2 separate regions of the Sus scrofa genome follow, and region 2 is linked to region 1. Evidence: chromatin contacts called from public promoter capture Hi-C data. All regions are on one chromosome and are shown on one strand. The core of a region is the stretch at or near the end of the contact, and the rest is flanking DNA. Distances in the headings are between cores, read along the strand shown. Region 1 holds the start of DHX34 (probable ATP-dependent RNA helicase DHX34). Region 2 holds the start of ALDH16A1 (aldehyde dehydrogenase family 16 member A1).

Evidence for each region. Promoter capture Hi-C pulls out the DNA fragments that hold promoters and counts their contacts.
Region 2: a contact with region 1 is called in a promoter capture Hi-C map of liver, with 10 times the contacts expected there. The contact joins the promoter of ALDH16A1 here to the promoter of DHX34 in region 1. A contact is called at or near these places in 1 of 5 promoter capture datasets (liver) and 1 of 47 Hi-C or Micro-C datasets (liver).

The regions. Positions count from the first base shown.
Region 1 is chr6:53,129,619-53,134,073 of Sscrofa11.1, forward strand. DHX34 (probable ATP-dependent RNA helicase DHX34) reads left to right here and starts at 1,575. Exons shown (of 18, transcript XM_003127246.5): 1 at 1,575-1,680.
Region 2 is chr6:54,527,180-54,531,099 of Sscrofa11.1, forward strand. ALDH16A1 (aldehyde dehydrogenase family 16 member A1) reads left to right here and starts at 2,360. Exons shown (of 18, transcript XM_021094740.1): 1 at 2,360-2,534. The coding sequence starts at 2,445. PIH1D1 (PIH1 domain containing 1) reads right to left here and starts at 1,578. Exons shown (of 9, transcript NM_001244978.1): 1 at 1,175-1,578; 2 at 805-871; 3 at 254-433. The coding sequence starts at 1,264.

The sequences.
Region 1 (4,455 bases), core at 325-2,824:
CTTGAACCCTTGAAGGTTTTTTATGTGGGGGGGGGACAGGGTGCTGTGTGTGAGCAGCATTTGGAAGTTCCCCGGCCAGGGAATGAAGCCGAGCCACAGCAGGGACAAGGCAAAATCCTTAATCACTATACCACCAGGGAACTCCCCGAACCCCCCAAGTTTGTAGTCATTTTGGTGGGAAAGACAGATTAAAAGAAATAGGATGTCAAGCAGAACTGCATTCTTTATGGAGAGAAACAAAGCAGGAAAGGGCTAAGGAGTGATTCTATTTAAAGTAGTGTAGTCAGGAGTTCCCATAGTGGCTCAGCAGAAATGAATCCGGACTAGGAACCATGAGGTTTTGGGTTCGATCCCTGGCTTCGCTCAGTGGGTTAAGGATCCTACATTACCATGAGGTCGCAGACTTGGATCCCGCGTTGTTGTGGCTGTGGTATAGGCGGGTAGCTGCAGCTCCGACCAGACTCCTAGCCTGGGAACCTCCATATGCCACAGGTGCAACCCTAAAAAGCAAAGAACCCCCCCAAAAAAAAGTAGCATAGTCAGAGAAGACATCTCCCAGAAAGTAACATTTGAGCAGAAAGCTGAAAACTGTGGGGCTGCAAGCCATGATAGTCCCTGGGGAGAACATTCTCCGTAGAGGAACCAGTAAACGCAAAGATGACCTCAAGCTAGTGAGGGAGAATATTAACTCAGGTTGTCAGTGTAGGAGCCTGGGCTTCCATGCATTCTTTGATATGGCCTTTGATTAACATTTGTGGCCTAAGGGCTCCAGGGAGTAACATCCCACAGGCCTTGTTTACTACAAGGAGTGTACCTACGCCCAGGTGGATTTTAATCCCTAATCCCCTGTGACTCGGGTTACGGGAAGAAAAGGTCAAAGAAACAATGACATTTATGGGACATTTCCACCCCTAAGGCCCTATTGGACAGGGACTGATATAGGTAATTGAACAAGGCCACTGGGAGAAAGCGACATCTTTCCGGACCCCAGGTTGGTACCCCCCCATCTTTAAGGGATAAAAACCCCTATAGGACAACAGAGAAAGGGGGCTCTTCTCCCCCACTCCCAGCAGCCTGGGAGCTATCTGCTTTCCTTTAATAAACACTTTGCTTGCTTGCTGCGTTTGTGTTCGCGGAGTTCATTCTTCAACTGGATGAACAAGAAGCCAGATTCCTGTATTATCTTTCAGGTATCACTAGGACCTCCAAGACGGAAATCCGGATAGTCAGGTTGTATCACTTATTAGTGACTTCATAGGGTGAATTGTACATTAACAGAATTACGCACTAATAATTACGAACTATAATAAAGAAAACACTCATGGGAGTGTTTCAATAGTGTTTGGGCTCCAGCCAGCTTCCCAGCTGGGCTAAATACCCGGACCTCCGACTGGTCCGGGAGGGCAAGAGGCTCTTCAGGCGAAAGGCAAAGCAAACCACCGTGCTGCCTTTCCCCGCCCCAAGACGCTACAGCTTCCTCCCAGGCTCCGCCGGAAGGGAGGCCGGGCCTGAGAGCGCCGGACGCAGGCGCAGACGGATTACTGGAAGCTGCCCACTGGGTCCTCCCTCTGCGGCGGGGCGGGGCTGGGCTGTGAGGGTGGCGTGCGCAGGCGCAGAACCGGCTTCGGGCGCGTGCAGGGCAGTGGGCGGGAAGTTGAGCAGATCGCTGTGGTTAGTGAGGTGAGCGGTCGAGCGGCTGCGCTGGGTGTTGGTGGTGGCGCCGGGAGTTGGGCTGCGTCCCGGGACAGCTTGGGAACGATGGGAGGGGTAGAGAGAAATCCCGAGATGAGGACATGTGCCCGAGGAGGCCGAACGGCGGGGAGAAGTGGACCGAGATGGAGCCTGAGCGTTCCCTGGGGGTCGGGGAGGCTGAAAGGAGTAGTGTGAGCGGGGCTTAAGTCCTGGGAAAGGAGACGCTAAGGCTTTTTACCAGGAAGCAGCGTTTATTCGTGCAGGCACTGGCTTGGTGGATTAGTATCCAGAGGCTGAGCCCCGAACGGCGCTGCCTTACATACCCCGCTTGTTTTTCCGCTACGTCTAAGTTTCTTTGTCCCTCTTATCAGGAATACTCTTAAGTTTTAGGCGGACAACTGTAGATGCGCTTGCGCTCAGGGATATAGAAGTACGCATGCGTGTCAGATGGAGGCGGTGCAGCACGGCTTCTTCCCTTTGATCTGGGAGGGCACGGCCCCCTCCCGCTACAGTAGAGGCACGAAAAGAATCTTCGACGCATTGAGGGAGCCAAAGCCAGGAAGGTTGAGAGCTGAAAACTAGCGAGGTCCAGAGCAAGAGGCTGGTGGGTCCCAACGAGAGAGGTTCACAGGGACTGCGAGAGGAGTTCCCGTCGTGTCTCTGGTTAAGGAATACGACTAGGAGCCATGAGGTCGTGGGGTTCTATCCCTGGCCTCGCTCAGTGGGTTAAGGATCTGGCATTGCCGTGAGCTGTGGCGTAGGTCATAAACGCGGCTTGGATCTGTTGTGGCTGTGGCGTAGGCCGGGGACTACAGCTCCGATTAGACCCCTAGCCTAGGAGCCTCCATATGCCGCGGGAAGCGGCCCTAGAAAAGGCAAAAAGAAAAAAAAAAAAAAAAGACCAAAAGAAATAGAGGGGAATTTCTGTAGTGACTCAGCGGTAACGAACCCCACTAGTGCCCATGAGGATGTGGGTGCAGTCTCTGGCCTCGTTCAGTGGGTTAAGGATCTGGAGTTGCTGTGGCTGTGGTGTAGGCCAGCAGCTGCAGCTGTGACTTGACCCCTAGCCTGGGAACTTCCATATGCCGAGGGCGCGGCTCTAAAAAGACCAAAAAAAAAAAAAAAAAAGGAAATAGACCCAATAGGATGACAGGTTAATGAAGGAAATAGAGACGAATCAGGAGAGGCCACTGGGTAATAGAAAGATGGAGCCGGTGAAATAGGGAGAACCTGGCAAGAGCTGACAGAGGGATTGAAAAGAGGCAGCTGAGGGATCTGGGAAAGAAAGCAAGAGATGAGCATGGAGGAAGATAGGTGGGAAACGGGAGATACAGCCAGACGAATGAAGAGATTAATTCTGAGGATGCAGAGAGCAAGTAGAACCAAGAAGACAGTGTCAGATTGAAAAATGGAGAATTACACTGAAAATTGGAGATAGGAAAATGAAGCCTGAATCCTCAGATTGGAATTGGTCATCTGCCGCTTACCACTTAATGAAACGCTCTCTGGCTCAGATAATGTTAATAGCACCTTCTTTGGGTTGTGAGAAAGGTGTATATATAGACTGTGTGTGTGTGTGTGTGTGTGTGTGTGTGCATATGCATATAAATACATGAGTGGTTTAGAACAGTACCTGATAAATGGATAAGCCGTAAGTAAATGCTGGCTATTAAAGCTTCAGACAACTGGGAAACAAAATTTTAGGTGGAGAAATGAAGCGGGATGAGGAGATGGTTAGGATGGAGGAGGAGACAGTGATAGAGCCCAAGACGGAGAGTCAGGATAAAAAGAAAGTCACACAGAAAGCCAGGCTTCTGGTTCCGAAGAAAACCAGAAAGTCAATTGGAGAACTCAAGCGAGATGGAGTCAAATGGAGGAAAATCATACTGAAAAAATAGAAGCAGAGTAGGAAAGAATCAGATAAATGAAAAGAGATGGCACCAGGCAGGAAAGGGAAGAGAGAGAAGGGTGATGGGCAAGATGGACCGAAAAAGACCGGAGACCCAAAGAGCCAGACAGGCAAGAAAAGGCAAGCAGAGGAAACCTCTGAAAGCTGTCAGCCTAGGAAATGCAGACCAAGAGATGGCCAGATGGTCAGTGACAGAGTTACAGAGAAACTGGTAGCTGCAGAAACTCGTTAATAGGCGGCCTAAGAGAACATAGACGCCCTTGAGAGTAGCAGGGATGCAGCTCTTTCTGGCCCACGTGCTTGCACAGGCGGCAGCCGAGAGGGATGTGCGCCTCCATTTCCTCGTCTCTGTCGTCTTCTGAGAATCTCTGGCCCACCTGCCTTTCAAGGCCTTTTCCTCTCCCTGCCCTCTGATCGGACGACGCTTCTGGGGCATCACCCAGCCCCGGTGTTTACCAGGAAGTTTGATGCAGTCCCCACAGGCTATGCTTTTGGTGGGAAATAGCTTTGCTAGTTCACAGTTTCTTCAGCAGAAGCCCTTGCCTGGCTCTGCTAACACCCAGGGTTGGTCTGGGCCCAGCTCAGAGGTGCTGAGAGCGGGTCTGACCTCCGTTCTGGGACGGCCCTGAGAGCCTGAAGGCTGGGGAGGTGAAAACACGGCTAATCCCAAGGTGAACTGTAGCCTTTTTTTTTGCTTGCTTTCTTTCTTGGCCACCCCGTGCCTATGGAGTTCTTGGGCTAGGGGTCCAGACCATAGTTGGGACCTATGTCACAGCTGTGGCAACGCTGGATCCTTTGACCCACTGTGCCAGGCCGTGCCAGGGTTCACACCTGCTCCCTGGCACTGCAGAGAT
Region 2 (3,920 bases), core at 1,110-3,609, 1.4 Mb after region 1:
TGCCCAGCCCTCTCTCGCCCTGGGATAGAGCAGGGAGAAGAGTCAGCCTGGCCAGGTGACCAGAACCGGGACTGTCCAGTGCAGGTGCTGGATGCCAGAAGGCTTGGGATATGCCACGGGGAAGAGGATCAGATCAGGAGGCCGGGTTTCTAGGTCCTGAAGGGGAAGCCAGGGTCTCAGGCCCTGGCTTCTTGGATCCTTGGGAAGAAAGGACCAAGAGGACTAGATTCCTGGGGCCTCTCAAGGCACTGACTTGCATCCAGTTCGGCATGCGGCTCTCCCAGACTCATGGGGATGCGGAACCCGGCTTGGTCCTCCTCCAGCATTTGAAGCAGCTCGTCCTCAGTCAAGTCAGCCGGAGGAGGGATGGAGGGAGAGTGACAGATGTTGATGAAAACCTTGCCTTCAGATGAGTTGGTCTTTATGCAGAAACCTGGAGCAAATGGGTTTGGCCGTGACCCTCTGTTGCTGCCTGGATCTCGGGGTCCAGCCTTCTTCTGATCTGTCGCCCTCCTTGAGTATTAGTCCTCCACTCTCTGGGGCTGTTCCCCTCCCCGCCCTGGAATTTCTGACTACCTTTGAGTCTTCGTCCCGCTGGTCACACCTGTCCTCCCTGCCTCTCTTTGGCTCTTGGCCCCTTCCCTGCTCTCTGGGTCTCCATCACTCCTCCCGCTCAAAGCCTCTCTACCCCACCATTACTGTTTCTCCTCCCTCCCTCCTCTTCCTGTGTCCCCTGCCCCCCAGTCAGGGTCCACCTCTCTCTGGGACACTATCTCTTTCTCTTTACGTTTCTGTCTTTCTCACCAGGTTGAGGTTGTATCTGTGTAGATTCTGGTCGGCTTGTTTGGGCTTGCTGGAGCTCCTTGGAGGCCTGTGTGAAGGAAAGCAATTTTCAAGTTTGGCCTTTGTGCTATCAGAACCCCCTCATTCGTTTCGCAAATGTTTACTGAGCAATTTTTATGAATACTAGCCAGGCAGGGCATAAGACATACTATGGCCCCTTCCTACCTTGAGGAATCTGAAGAACAAGCCCAATTTTGCTCCCATGTCTTCCAGAGACTAGCAAACTTGAAGGTAAACAACTACAATTCCCGCACGGACGGACACACACACACACACACACACATATGTATTCCCCGAATCCCCAGGGACCCAGGAGTGCGTTCAATCGCACCTGCAGCAGCAGCTCCTCGAAAGGCGTCGTCTCCGTGCCCATCGTCTCTGCTTCGTTTAGCTCCGGCACCAGCAACGTCGAGTCGGCCATGGCCCTGGGGGAGAGACCTTGGCGTCCTCAGCAACCCCGGCGTGGGGGAACCATCGGCGGGATCTGAACTCTGAGACTAGTTCCTGGGCCCTTAACCAAATCGCGACACCCACTATTCTGTATGAAAACCTGAGAATCTGGCCCGAGACACTTTCACTCAGACCAGATACTGTCGTCAAATCTCTTAAGAGCCAGTGTCTCTAGATGCTAAGTCCTGCGTGCCAAAGGTGCAAACTACAGCCACTCTTTTGATCCCTGCGTAATCAGGAACTTGAGTAAGTCACACTACCCCAACGCTTCATCAATCCTGCAACTGTATTCCGTTACCAATCACAGACCAATCTAGTCCAAGGCTGAAGCCACGCCTCTCATCTCAACCAATCAATACAAAGTCCTGATAGTCACTAAATGCCACACTTCCTGCGGGATTCAAGCCACGCTTCCGGCTCCTTCCGGATAGCCGACTCCGGCCAGTAGCTGGGCAAATCTGTCACACTTTAAGAACATTAATTTCATGGAGTTCCCGTCGTGGCGCAGTGGTTAAGGAATCCGACTAGGAACCATGAGGTTGCGGGTTTGATCCCTGGCCTTGTTCAGTGGGTTAAGGATCCGGCGTTGCCGTGAGCTGTGGTGTAGGTTGCAGACGCGGCTTGGATCCCGCGTTGCTGTGGCTCTGGTGTAGGCCGGTGGCTACAGCTCCGATTGACCCCTAGCCTGGGAACCTCCATATGCCGCGGGCGCGGCCCAAGAAATAGCAAAAAGACAAAAAAAAAAAAAAAAAAACATTAATTTCAGTGTCCATCCTAAGACTCTCTTTTGACCTCTGAACAACCACCTCGTTCCAGAACTAGATTCTATTCTCGATAAAATGTATTTAGGACTAAAAACTGCAATTCCGGTATCCAACACAAACAGGATAGCGAGACGCTGGAGCTCTCACAACTATTTGAAGTCACTCACACTTTCGTTCCCCATTCGCCCCGCTCTGAGGACTGCGCATGATCCAAACTACACTTCCGTGCGCAGACCCATGGGCGGGGTCACCAGGTCCTGGGCGGGGTTACGCTCTATCTCCCATAGCCCCGCCCTTTGGGTAGGAGGGGGCGGTGCTACCCTTCGGACCTCGAGGTTTCCTCCGGCAGAGCGCCCTGCAGTCGGTGGAAAGCGGCGGGGGAGCGCGATGGCCGAGACGTGTACAGGATCCCGCGCCAGCGAGATCTTCACCACGCTGGAGTACGGACCCGTGCCGGAGAGCCACGCATGCGCACTGGTGAGGGCTCGCCCGGCCCGCGCTGCCCATCCCCCTCCCCAGTCTTCGGAGCCGAGTTTTGCGCGCGGACTCCCACGATCCACCGCGGCAGCTCAGTAACTCCGCCCCTCTCAGCTCCCGCGATTCCCGCCACTCCTTAGGACCCACCCCTGGAGGATGGTTTGTTGAGCTTCTTAGAGTTGCTGCCTCAGCCCGATAGTCTCTTCTCATGAGGCCCAGTGGCTGTCCCGTTACATGGTCCAGAATTCACGGTGGTGCTTCGCCGAGGGTGCTTCCGAGAATCCCCCGAGGGGGTCCTGTGATTCATCAAGGCCCCCTCATAACCTCCCGCGATTCCCTGGGGGGCTCCCGTGATCTTCCGAGGACTCAGAACCCACGTGTAGACTTACCGTTGATTCCTCAGAACATCCTATGGCTCCCGAGTTTCCCCGGAATTCCTGGAGGGGCTCCCTTGATCAACCAGAGACCTCCAAAACCTCCGCGGAGCCGCCGTGATTCCTCAGGGTCACCTCAATACTCGTGGGGTTCCTATAGTCTCGGGAGTTCTCAGAACCCCAGAATACATCAGAACTTTCTGTAATAACCTTCAGCCCCTCAGAATAACCCCATGGGGCTCCCGCGACCCCTCCGTATTCTTCAGGACTTCCATAAGACTCCCGTGATCCCTCAGGGTCCCCCAAGAACGCTCTTGGGGTTCCCTATAAAAGTAGGGTGCCTCGAATTTTCTGTAACTACCCTCAGCATTCCCCCACGGGGCCATCATGAAGGCACAGGGCCCTCTAGCGCCCGGGCGTGAGAAGCTTGGCCTTTCCTGGAGGGAAAGAAGGAGGTTGGAATAATGGTGAGACCAGAGCCTGCCGTAGGCTCTGGAGATGGAGAGGAGGGAGTGAGGCAGAGACGCAGGAGGGACAGGGTTTGCGTGTTGAGAGGGCAGGGACAAGGCCGCGGGTCTGTGGCTGAAAATGTGGCCTCGGATTTAAGTCCCAATTAAGTCCTCGGAGACAGTTTTAAGGAAGGGAACAAAGAGCTTTATTGCTTTGCCACGCAAAGGAGGACACAGCAGGCTGATGCCACAAAACCATGCCCTGCCTGGAGAGGGGATATCAAGGAGTTTTACAGGTTTAGCTCGGGAGTCAGGGTTATTGATTGAGGGGTCCTTGTTACTCGCACCCATAGATCATTTCAGTGTCATCAAGGCCGGCATCAGCGGGTCCCGTGATGGTTTCTGGTTGTCTTCGTGCTTATCATTCCTTGACCTCTGTGGACTGAAGATTGCTTACAGGGAAGGGGTGTTAGTGCTTGAATTAGAAGAGAAAACACTAGGCGCAATATAACTCTAGAAAGTAACCGTGAGTAAAAGAAAGCAGTTAGCAAGGAAGAGATCAT